Linked DNA regions of Sus scrofa: region 1 is linked to region 2. The links are chromatin contacts, called in public Hi-C maps. All regions are on one chromosome and are shown on one strand. The core of a region is the stretch at or near the end of the contact, and the rest is flanking DNA. Distances in the headings are between cores, read along the strand shown. Region 1 holds the start of EIF2S2 (eukaryotic translation initiation factor 2 subunit 2). Region 2 holds the start of RALY (RNA-binding protein Raly).

The links. Hi-C and Micro-C count contacts between places; a contact is called where the count stands out from the background.
Region 1: a contact with region 2 is called in a Hi-C map of skeletal muscle, with 4 times the contacts expected there. The contact joins the promoter of EIF2S2 here to the promoter of RALY in region 2. A contact is called at or near these places in 3 of 47 Hi-C or Micro-C datasets (liver and skeletal muscle) and 1 of 2 datasets of contacts at active chromatin or transcription factors (alveolar macrophages).

The regions. Positions count from the first base shown.
Region 1 is chr17:37,567,298-37,573,204 of Sscrofa11.1, forward strand. It overlaps EIF2S2 (eukaryotic translation initiation factor 2 subunit 2), which reads right to left and starts at 2,972. Exons shown (of 9, transcript XM_001929150.6): 1 at 2,797-2,972. The coding sequence starts at 2,811. It also overlaps a transcript of ASIP not described here.
Region 2 is chr17:37,443,460-37,449,327 of Sscrofa11.1, forward strand. RALY (RNA-binding protein Raly) reads left to right here and starts at 4,368. Exons shown (of 10, transcript XM_001929104.6): 1 at 4,368-4,869.

The sequences.
Region 1 (5,907 bases), core at 1,722-4,221, 120 kb after region 2:
AACTTTAGTTTAAAGCTTCTTCTGTTAAACATCTTACCATGCTATATGAACCAACTTGATGTTGTGATACTCTGTGAATGGGGTCTAGTAATAATCTTAGCTGACAGCACTTTACTGCCTGCGATGAGCAGATATCTTCCTCACTAGGCAGCACTTACATTCTAGAAGTTCTTTTAGAATATTGCTCCTGCAGCAACTAGTAGTAGATCTCTAACATTTGTGAACACTTGTGGTGACCACAGAATAGCACCCCACAGTATCCTGCACTATACAGGTACTTTATTCTATTCTGCTTTTTAAAGGTCATGATTCCACCAATTTAAAAGAGACTATGTCTTGTAAGTTTGGGGCTTAACTGCCAGGTTTAAATGGAAATGTGTGCAGTTTGTGTCAACTACACATTAACAAACTAAAGAAAAAATAAGGAAATGTGAAGAAAAAAAGAAATTATTTTTTAATAGTAGGTTCTTTAACCCCCTATCCCAGCCACCAGGCCAGACTACTTCCATTCTGGGGCATCCCTGGCTGTTTATAAATCATTTCCATGTACAGATTTTCATTGTTCCTCACAAGGCTGTAAAGTAGTCAGAAGTTAAGGACTGGCCTAAGAAAACTTATCTACTCAACAGTATTAGAGGAATCAGAACCTGAACATACCTTCAGAGTGAAAACCAAAGGCCAGAATTCTATTCCCACTGACTTGCTGTGTGATCTTGGGCAACTCAACCTCCCTGGGCCCTAATTTCCTGTTTACAAAATGGACTGGTAGGAGTTCCCATCATGGCTCAGCAGTTAACAAACCCAACTAGTATCCATGAGGACATGGGTTCGATCCCTGGCCTTGCTCAGTGGGTTAAGGTCTGGTGTTGCCGTGGCTGTGGCATAGGCCAGCGGCTGCAGCTCCAATTGAACCCCTAGCCTGGGAACCTCCATATGCCTCGGGTGCAGCCCTAAAAAAATAAGACAACAAAAATTGAAGGGAAAAACAAACAAACAAACAAAAGGACTGGTAGAGCTGAGAAATGCAAAGCTGCTTAATACTTTATTTGCTTCCAAAGCCCCTCTGCTAGGATGCTGGTTCTGCCATCTCTGCTTGACAAAATCCTTTTCACTCTCCAATAACATTCTACTTGCTTCAAAATCTAATCCCACTGATAAAACTGAATCAATTCTTCAGCCCTCCAAATCACTATGTTGATGGTTCTCTTTCTACCTCCCGCAGCAACTAGTAGCAGCTCTCTTACACTTGTGAACACTTTACCACAGAAAACCACACACAGAATAGCACCCCACAGTATCCTGCACTACATGGGTACTTCATTTGTTAGAGGTTATGAAAAGCTTAGAAAACAGGTATAAACAAAACAAGCATGAGACACCACCACTCTCACAACTTTTGAAATACAGTGGCCTAGAGCAACGTCTACCATGATCTCCAAACAAGAACCATGTACCTCCCCTTAGACTCAAGTTTCTTTCCTAAGACAGCAAGAGCTTCCTAGTCACCTAAATGGAGACTTATAATTCTACTACTGGCTCAGCCACTTACTATTTGATCACAAGCATTATACAACTCTCTAAAAGCCTCGGTTTGCTCATCTCTAAAATGGCCATAATAATTCATCTTAAAGGGCTGTCATGAGAATCAAATGAGATTGGAATTTCCCCCCACCTCCGAACAAGATCCAAATTCCTTAATTTGGTCTTCAAATCTCTCTATGAACTAGCCAGTATCTATATTTCAACGGATTAACTCTAACCCAATTGGAGAATACACTATATTTTGTAAGCACACTTACTTGCCCTAACCACTCCCTTGCCCTGGCTTCAGGCCTTCCCACTACTTGAGGAAATTTAAAGCATTTCCAAGGCCCACCTTAAAGCCAAAACTCAAAAAAGCCTCGAATTTTTCTTTTTCCTTCTCTACAACGCCTTAGAGGCCAAGCACTCGGAATGTTTACAGTGAATTATAAACTCAAGAGATTTTTTTTTTTTTTTGGTGGAGAAAGCTGGCCGGTAAGCGGTAGCTCTTCCCTCAGTGTTAATAACTACGGATAGCACTTAAAGTCAAATTTCACTTTAAGTCTGGTTTTATATAAACCGAGATAAATCTAGCCAAAAGGGATTTGAGGAAATGTGCTGAGTTACAAGGACGATAGTAGAAAAAGATCCAGGCAGCTTCGGAGCCCGAACTTCCCGCTGACGTCGCAGTGAGCTCTGCTGAGAAAGGCTCAGGGACTCAGGCCCTAAAACTTTCCGAGGTTAATCACTTTTTCAGGCTGAAAGATCTTTTCCTATCTCCCTCGCTTCCCGGTCTTTAAAAAGAAAAGTTATTAATAACGCTCTAGATGAGAAAAGGAGTGGATGAGGGGTAGGACAAGCCAGGCTGCAAAGTTTTAAACGAAGACGCTCCGAGACGTTCCTCTCGGCACCACCAGCGCCCAGCGAGGGAGAGCTGGAGCTGAAGCGTCAAACCGAAAGAAATGCTGGGGCTGCCAGTCCCAGTCTCGTTCAGCTGGGGCATTAACCCAACATTCAAGCCCTCTTCTGGAGAGCGACTCAACGTGCTCTCCAATCCGGAAACGCCGGCCTCAGCGCCGCCGCCCTGACGAGAGCGGGGCTAAGCCAAGCCGCGGCTCCGGGGCTCTAACCGGCTCTACCGCTCAGGGTCGCCTAGGCCCGGCAGCCCCACATGGCGGCGGCCGGTCGCTAGGCCGCAGGCCCGGTCTCCCACACTGGGGTGAGTTTGGCTCCCTGCCTCGGTCCTTAGCCCTAGCGCCAGCCTCAGGCCCTCACCTCGTCCCCGGACATGGCTGCGGCTCGAGTGGGCTCAACACAGACGGAAAGTCGGACGGGTCAGCCTCAGACCCCGGCTTCAGAGCTGCTCCTGCCGATACCTCTCTCACCACCGCACTAGGATCTTGCATCAGCGAAAGGGAACGACACCCCGCCCTCTCCTCGCAAGCGTTAGAAATGCGCCTGCGCAGAGCCCGCCAACGCGCAGGCGCGCGGAGAAGCCGACCTAATTCGCTCCGACTGGCGCGAGTTACCAGGCGACGTTCCAGCGCCAGGCAAGCCGGGACTTGTAGTCCGCCCGGGAGAGGAGGGCGCCTGCGCGGCGGCCGCCCAGCGACCCGTGCGCGTGCGCGACGTCTGAGGCAGCGGGGCAGGAAGGTTCCATTTCCCCGGTAGTGACTTTTACTTCAGTTTTTCCAGGCGTACGGAACTGTGCAGTTCTGCCTTGCTTGTGGAGTGAATTCGGGGCAGTTCCTCCTGGGTCAGGGTGGTGGGTAAGGCACTCAGTAATATGAATTTGTTGGGGCTTTAGTTTTCTCTGATAGCTCCATCATGCCCCCTCTGGAGTGTTCTAGTCTTTGAGAAACTCTAAGTTGGGGCTAAAGGTGCGCACCTCTCTAAGGGGTTGTACTTCATGAGAAATCTAACCCAACAGGCTGGATTTCAGCTTGGGAGGTCGGAAACCAAAAGCCTTCTCCCTGTAGACGGGAGAGGAGAAACGGCTTGGCAAGAGGCATATGTCAGGAAACATCAAAATCCTTGTTTGTGAAGTCTCTGCTTGAACCCTGTGGATGCAGTTCCCCTTGACACATAATAATAGCAGTTACCCTTCAGCAGGCTCTCACTGTTGTCAGTGCCCTACAGCCAAAGACCACGGAGAACACCCCTGAATTTGAACAAAGCTGGGCCTTTTGTCTTCTTGCAAGGAGGGGAGGCACACCATGAGGCACAGAGGGGCATCTCAGGAAGAGGGTGCTAGAAAGAATTCATAGGAGTTCTTTTGGAGGGGCTTTTGTAGGTAATTTGGGGGAGGGTACAAGGAAGCAGCCCTTCTCTCTGGATTGGATGCTATTAGGAGATGGTGGTATTTCTATGACGGGGTATTTTTTTTCTATTTATGGCCACCCTTGTGGCATATGGAAGTTCCCAGGCTAGGGGTTTAATCAGAGCTGCAGCTGCCGGCCTACACCACAGCCACAGCAACGCAGGATCCGAACCAAGTTTGTGACCTACACCCCACCTTACAGCAACACCAGATCTTTAACTCACGAGCGAGTCAGGGATTAACCCGCATCCTCATGGATGCTAGTTGGGTTCGTTAACCACTGAGCCATGACGTGAACTCCAAGGATGGGGTGTTTTAATAGTTCTTATCTAAAAGTGGAGAAGAACCAAGAGTGGCTAAAGCTATGATTGGTTTAAAAGGAGCAGCCCCTCTTATGGTTGGGACAATGTTATTTTTTGTTTGTGTTCAGACATGCTTATAGAGTGGTGTTGGTTTTGTCTTGATCCATCATGGTCACAGAGTGGTTTTGTCTGATATTGGTGTCTTGTGAAATTATGTTCTATAAAGCAGCACATTCTAGTTGATAGTGCCAGCCTAGCTCCCACTATTTAGGGACTGCTTTTCTCCATCTCACTGTGCTTCATATCACTCAATACATGTTCTCTGCTTTGGACCTCAAAACAACTGTGTGGACATATTAAGTACTCCACCTTGGATATTGGTCCCTAAGCATGGTAGGTAAAATTAGGTCTCAGCCTCCAAGGATCTTATAGGTTAGTAAGAATGATCCAAATCCAGACAGTCTGATGCCAGTGGTTTCTGCTTTACCACCTTGAGAATCTGTACCCCTAAGGAAGCTACACTGCCTCCTCAGTAATTTTCAGCTACTAATAGCTGTACTTACCAGGATTTTTCAACAGCAGCATTCTTGACATTTGGGGCCAGATAATTCTTTGTTATTGGGAGCTGTTCTGTGCATTGGAGGAATTTAGCAGTATCCCTGACCTCTATCCACTAGCTGCCTGAGGCACCTTAGTTGTGACCCTACACTAGTTGTGACAACCAAAAATGTCTCCAGATATTACCAAATCACCCCTGGTCAAAAGCCACTGGTGAGGAGTTCCTGTTGTGGCTCATCAGTTTACAAACCTGACTAGTATCCATGAGGATGCAGGTTTGATCACTGGTCTCACTCAGTGGGTTAAGGATCTGGCATTGCTGTAGTTGCTGTGTAGGCCTGCTGCCATAGCTCTGGTTCAACCACCGGGCTGGGAACTTCCATATGCTACAGGTTCAGCACAAAAAAAGCAAAAAGAAAGAAAGCCACTGTTGAATACCATTTATCTCCTGATTTGTGAGAGGTAACAAATATTTGGGGCATGACAGTTCCCAAGTCACTTTGATGGAGGGGCCTTTGAAGAAGAGAGACAGAAACAAAGTGGTCTAAGTTTTCGAAAAGTCTATTCAACTAGGAAAATGAAGACCGAGACAAGGAAAAGACAAGTGGGAAAAAACAAAGGTAGAGGAGAAACGATAGAAGTGGAGAGGAGCTCAAAGGAAATCACCCTTAAGTTACTCAGTTCACCCTAACAAATTCAGTTCATGTTAACAAAGACACACAAAGTCTTTTTTTTTTTTTTATTTCCAGGTGGAAGGGAACTTCTATTACTTGATTTTTAAAATTTACTTATAATTTTATTGCGTAGTGTCATCAACACTATTTCTTTTTTTGTCTTTTTAGGGCCACACCCGAGGCATATGAAAGTGCCCAGGCTAGGGGTCGAATCAGAGCTGCAGCTGCTGGCCTACACCACAGCCACAGCAACACCAGATCTGAGTCACATCTTCGACCTGTACCCCAGCTCATGGTAACACCAGATCCTTAATCCACTGAACATGGCCAGGGGTCAAACCCACGGTCCTCATAGATACTAGTCAGGTTCATTACCACTGAGCCATGATGGGAACTCCCACAAAGTCTTAATGAGGCCTTATTGTACTGCCACTCCCTGTTTGGGAAATGCTAGTCTACTTAGCAAATAGACTTAACTGCTTTTGTGAAAAGATGTATTTTCCTTTACAACGTGGTACCAAATCTGACCTCC
Region 2 (5,868 bases), core at 3,118-5,617:
TCCATTTTCTCTTGCCCAGGACATTGGACATTGATGCTCCTGGTTCTTGGGCTTTTGGACTTGGACGAAATTACAATTCCTGTAATAAATCTCTTCTTATATATATTTAAATATATCCTGTTGGTTTTGTTTCTCTGGAGAACCCAAATACTGTGGCTAAGAAAAAATTATGCTGTAACTCTAGATACCATACCCTATACCACACTGCCCAGAAGGCAAAAGAATATCTCTTCCTCATTGTTCGCCTTTATTGGCCCAATAGTGATAGATCTTTAGTAATTAGAATGTAGAATAGTATGTGATTCAGTATGCAGGCTCTAAAGTTGGCCTCCACCACTTATTAACTGTGTGACCTTGGGGAAGTTAACTTCTGTGGCAGTTTCTGTAAAATAGGGATTCTAATAGTACTATCTCATAGGGCTATTTCAGGAATAAATAAGCTTGAAAAGCCCTGAGCAGATTGCCTGGCAACAAGTAAATGTTCCATGTTAGCTAGTGCTGCCAGAACATTTCCTCAGAAATATCTCCATTTTTACTCTATTTATTTATTTTTTGCTTTTTTTTTTTTTTTTTTTTTTATGTCTGCACCCACGGAATATGGAGATTCCCAGGCTAGGGGTCCAATTGGAGCTACAGCTACCGGCCTATACCACAGCCACAGTAACATCATATCCAAGCCATGTCTGCGACCTAAACCATAGCTCACAGCAATGCCAGATCCTTAACCCACTGAGCGAGGCCAGGGATCAAACCCATAGTAACCTCATGGTTTCTGGTCAGGTTTGTTTCTGCTGTGCCACAATAGGAACTCTGTGCCTTTTTACTCTAATCTTCGGGGATTCTTCTGGACAATGCAGAGAATTCCTAACATTTTTTTGTTGAATTCATAGCTATTCATTCAACAAATATTAAATGAGAATCTACTGTCTCAGGTACTAAGGAATGAGCAAAATAGACAAAATCCGATCTTTGTGGAGAACACACTGCAGGGGAAGGTAAGGAGGAGAGAGACAATAAACATACAAACATACAACATTTCAGGTGGTGGTAAGTGCTACAGAGAAGCATTCAACAAGAAGGGGTGTGAGGAGGTGCAGAGGAATGAAGCATTGCTATTTAATTAATTAATTAATTAATTTGCTTTTTAGAGCCACACCCATGGCATGTGGAAGTTCCCAGGCTAGCGATTGAATGGAGCTGCAACTGCCAGCTTGCACCACAGGCCACAGCAATGCCAGATCCAAGCCATGTCTGCAACCTACACCACAGCTCACAGCAATGCTGGATTCTTAACCCCACTGAGCATGGTCAGGGATCAAACCCTTATGGATACTATTCGGGTTCGTTACTGCTAAGCCATAATGGGAACTCCCAGAAGCACTGCTATTTTATTTATTAATTTAATTTAATTTTAAATTTTTTGTCTTTTTAGGGCCACACTTGTGGCATATGGAGGTTCCCAGGCTAGGTGTCAAATTGGAGCTACAGCCGCTGGCCTACGCCACTGCTGCAGCAATGCCAGATTGGAGATGCTTAACTGACTGAGTATGGGCAGAGATCAAACTCGCATCCTCATGGAATACTAGTTAGATTCATTTTCGCTGTGCCACAACAGGAACTCCAGCATTGGTATTTTAAATGTGGTTCACTTACTTAGGCCTCTCTGAGGAAATGATATTTGAGCAGAGACTTGAAGGAGTGAGCCACGCCAATATCTGCGAGGAGATCATTTGAGGCAGACAAAAGAGCAAGTGCAAAGACCCTAGGGTTAGCAATATACTTGGCATATCAGAAGAAGGAGGCCAGTGAGGCTGGAGTGAAGTGAGAGGAGGTGAGAGCAATACAATAGGGGAAAAGGTGAGGAGTTCCCGCTGTGGCATAGTCGGTGAAGAATCCAACTGCAGTGGCTCGGGAAGTTGCAGAGGCATGGATTCAAGCCCTGGCCCAGCTCAGTAGGTGTAGACAACAGCTACAGCTTGGATTCAGTTCCTGGTCCAAGAACCTCCATATGCCATGCGTGCAGCCATTTAAAAAAAAAAAAATAGAGGATAAGGTCAGAACAGTAGGAGGCAGGTCACACAGGACTTTATAGACCTTGAACATACCCTCGGTGCCAGTAGGAAGGGTGGGGAGGGTTTTATTTATAATCAAGGCCATGAACAGGAAGGAGTGCCTCAACTTGCCGGGTGGTGGTCTGATAGGTCAGAGAAGGCCTCTCAGAGGAGTTGGTGCCTGAGCTGAGTGTGGAAGGATGAACAGAAGGGATTTAAGCAGAAGGGAAGGAGTAATCTGAGTAGAGAAAGTGCTACAGCAGAGGATGATGAGATACTGCTGGATATTCAAGCAAACATGGTAAGGCTGGTTCACAGAGAGGGAGGTAAGAAGCCAGTGAATGGCCAGAAACAGAGCAGAGGAGGTTGGCAGGGACCAGATTCATTAATTGGTTGATGGATGGATTCATTCATTTACTCAAGTGTTTACTGCACTAGGCACTAAGCCCCATTACAGAATAATGTACAAAAGTCAAAGATTCCTGGTCTCATAGAACTTACCTTCTAGTGTAGAAGATGGGCAAAAACACATAAACAGATCAATAAACGACAGGACTAAAAAATGCCACGAGTAAACCAACTATAATGGAAAAAAATAAAAATAATTAAAAAAAAAAAAAGAAATGCCATGAAAGGGAGTTCACTTGTGGCTCAGTGAGATCCAGCATTGTCACCCCTGTGGCTTGGGTCACTGCTGTGGCATGGGTTCAATCCCTGGCCCAGGAATTTCTTCATGCCATGAGCATGGCAAAAAAGAAAAAAAGGAAAAGAAATACCATAAAGGAAATGAACAAGAGACCAAATATCTTATAAGCTGGGTGTTCAGGGAAGGCCTCTGAGGAGGTGATTTTTTTTTTTTTTTTTTGTCTTTTTGTCTTTTTTGTTGTTGTTGTTGTTGCTATTTCTTGGGCCGCTCCCGCGGCATATGGAGGTTCCCAGGCTAGGGGGCTCCCGCGGCATATGGAGGTTCCCAGGCTAGGGGTTGAATCGGAGCTGTAGCCACCGGCTTACGCCAGAGCCACAGCAACGGGGGATCCGAGCCGCTTCTGCGACCTACACCACAGCTCACGGCAACGCCGGATCGTTAACCCACTGAGCAAGGGCAGGGACCGAACCCGCAACCTCATGGTTCCTAGTCAGATTCGTTAACCACTGCGCCACGACGGGAACTCCTGAGGAGGTGATTTTAATCAGAGATGTAAGGCATAAGAAGGAACCAGAAGTTAGAAGAGGTGGGGGGAGAACATTCCTGGTCTTGGTCTTAGTTGTCATCAACTCTAATTTGATTTCTCTTCCTTTTCAAGGGAAGAGTCAGAGGTTATCAAACTACACAAGTGTAGCTATAATGGCTGGTCTGGGCAGGATTAATTTCAAACTGTGTCCAGTGCTGGGGAAATCCCGTCTCCTAGGCAGGTTTTGGGGGATGTGATGGGAAAAATACAATAATAGGCCGGACAATGCAAGTCTATAGCTGAGGGCTGAAGGTCTTACTGTCCTCACAGTGGAGGCTAGAACACGGATCTAGGTGAGAGTTCTCACAGGAGAAATATTTAGGAGGGAGGACACACATCCAGACCCACATCAAGTTACAAAAAATTTCCAAAAGGGTAAAGTTATTTGAATTTAACCTTTTTTCAGGTCCTCCCCAGACACGTCCTCATGACAGTGTCTTCTCCCAGACCCAACTGGCAGCGTGGATCCTCGCCCAGTGCACACACCAGGTTCCCTGTAAGTGAAAGGACCTTGCCTTCCTTCCTACTTCTCTTCCGCATCCCTCGAGCACTGCCCACCGCCAACTTGTTTGGGCCGCGTCTTCAGGCCCCGCCCACCTCCAGTCCCAGCCCTACACACACCCCCGGTCACCCTTTCGGTCCCGCCTCCTTCCGGCTCCTTCCCAGAGTGGCCACCTTTGGGCCCCTTCTCCCGGCTCGGCTTCCGGGCCCGCCTCCTTCTGCCCGGCTTCAATCTTTCCTCGGGTACTGGGTTTCTTTCAACCCCGCCTCCAGACCCCTCCTCTAAGAGCCTCTCCTCCCCCAGACTCGCCGGGCCTCCCTCCACCCTTGACGTCTCCTTTGGGCAAACCTCCATTTAGCCCCGCCCACACCCCTCCTCTCACACACTGCCCGGGTTCTCCACTCTGCGAGGCCTCCACTGTCTTCCATACCTGTGTCGCGCGTCTCTGCTCTCTGGCATCATCACCCTCTCCGCCCTGCCCCGCCTTCCGCTTCATACTGGTTTAAGCAAGTCTCTCTCCGCCCTAGCTCCGCCTCCCCAACCTCCCATCTCTGTCCCTCCTCCCCATCAAGCCCCGCCCTGGCCCCGCCTTCCTTTTCTCCCCGCCGAAGCTCTGGACCTTTCCAAAGCTAGACTGGAGAGGTGGGACGAGCCCTTGCGCGTGGGGGGCCGGGCTGTGTCAGGGCGACGCTACGGACTCCTCGCGCTTGAGTCGCCGTGCCCTTTGGAGACAGAGGCGGGGGAAGAGGGCGACTGGGCCACGGCCGGAGCGGCGGGCGGCGCGGAGCCCGCTCCGTGCTCCCCTACCCCCGCGCGCCTCAGTGGTGCTGGCCGAGGGAAGGACTCGCGGCTGCGGGGCTCGCGCGGCTGTCAGTGCGGCGGGGCGCGCGAGCAGCGCGGCTGCGGGGTGGGCTGAGCAGAGAGAAGCTGAGGGGGCGGTAGCGGCAGCGGCGATTCGCGTGCCTGTGCTCAGCTCCTCACGCCGCGGCCGGGGCCGCCTTCTCCCTCCTTCCTTCCCGCCCCCGAGTGCGGCGGTACCGCCTCCTTCAGCGCCGCGCGGCTTCCTCCAGACCTCCGTGCGCGGGTGAGTGGGGGCCGCGGGCGTCTTCTTAAAGGTGCGGGGAGGGGGTGCTCCTTATTCCTTTTTGGTCACCTACCTCCTGGCGCGGGCCGTCGCCTATTTTTAGAAACTCTTTTCTCGGCCATTCGGGGAGTCCCGGGAGCCCGAGTAACTCCCGGCCCCCTCCCCCCGCACCTTCCCTCCACCCGGGCTCGCCGCCCCGGGTCGCCGGCCCGCCCGCGCCCGCTCCCGGCTGCCCTGGCGTTCCCTCCCCGCCATCTCCCCGCGGGCCGGGCCTGGGCCAGGAGTTGGCGGGGTGGGCCGGCGCCCGCTTGGAAGTTGGAGTCTTTTGTGCTCGCGCCCCGCCCCGCCCGGCGAGGGGAGGAGGGGGGAGCGGAGGCCGCGCTGGGGAGGCCTTGGGCGGGCCGGGCTCTGGCTCCGGCCGCGAGCTTCTTCCGGTTCTCCCTCTCGGGCAAGGTTTGCGGGCTCCCGGAGGCGCGCAAAACTGGTCCCGCCTCGCTCCCCACGGGCCTGAGCGCCTCCTCGGTCCTGGGCTCGTTGCACACCCAGGGCTTGTGGAGGAACAACAGCAGGCCCAAGACCGGGGCCGTGTTCCGCACCTCACGCACGCAGCCTTTTGGCCTCAGTTCGCTTCTCAGTGCAAAAGGAGAAAGAAAGTCGCTTCGCAGGGTGATTGTGGATTCAGGGAGAGAACAGATATTTGAGGGAAGTGTTTACTACCAACAGGTAACATTTAATGGACTTGACTCGGGAACTTCCTAAGTCTTATTTCATTGAATGCTCACAATGGCCTTCTGGGGTTATCCCCATTTACACAAGCAGAAATCCACGCGCAGAAAGGTTAAATAATGTGTTCCAATTTACAGTTAGTAGGCACAGAAGTGTAAAGCCGTGGTGCTAGTACCTGTTATTTATTTCTTAGTGCGAGCTTGTGAAATCTCTCAGTTACAGAAGGGATTTTGACTTAATCTTTGGGTCACACCATTAGTTGAGAGACCAGTG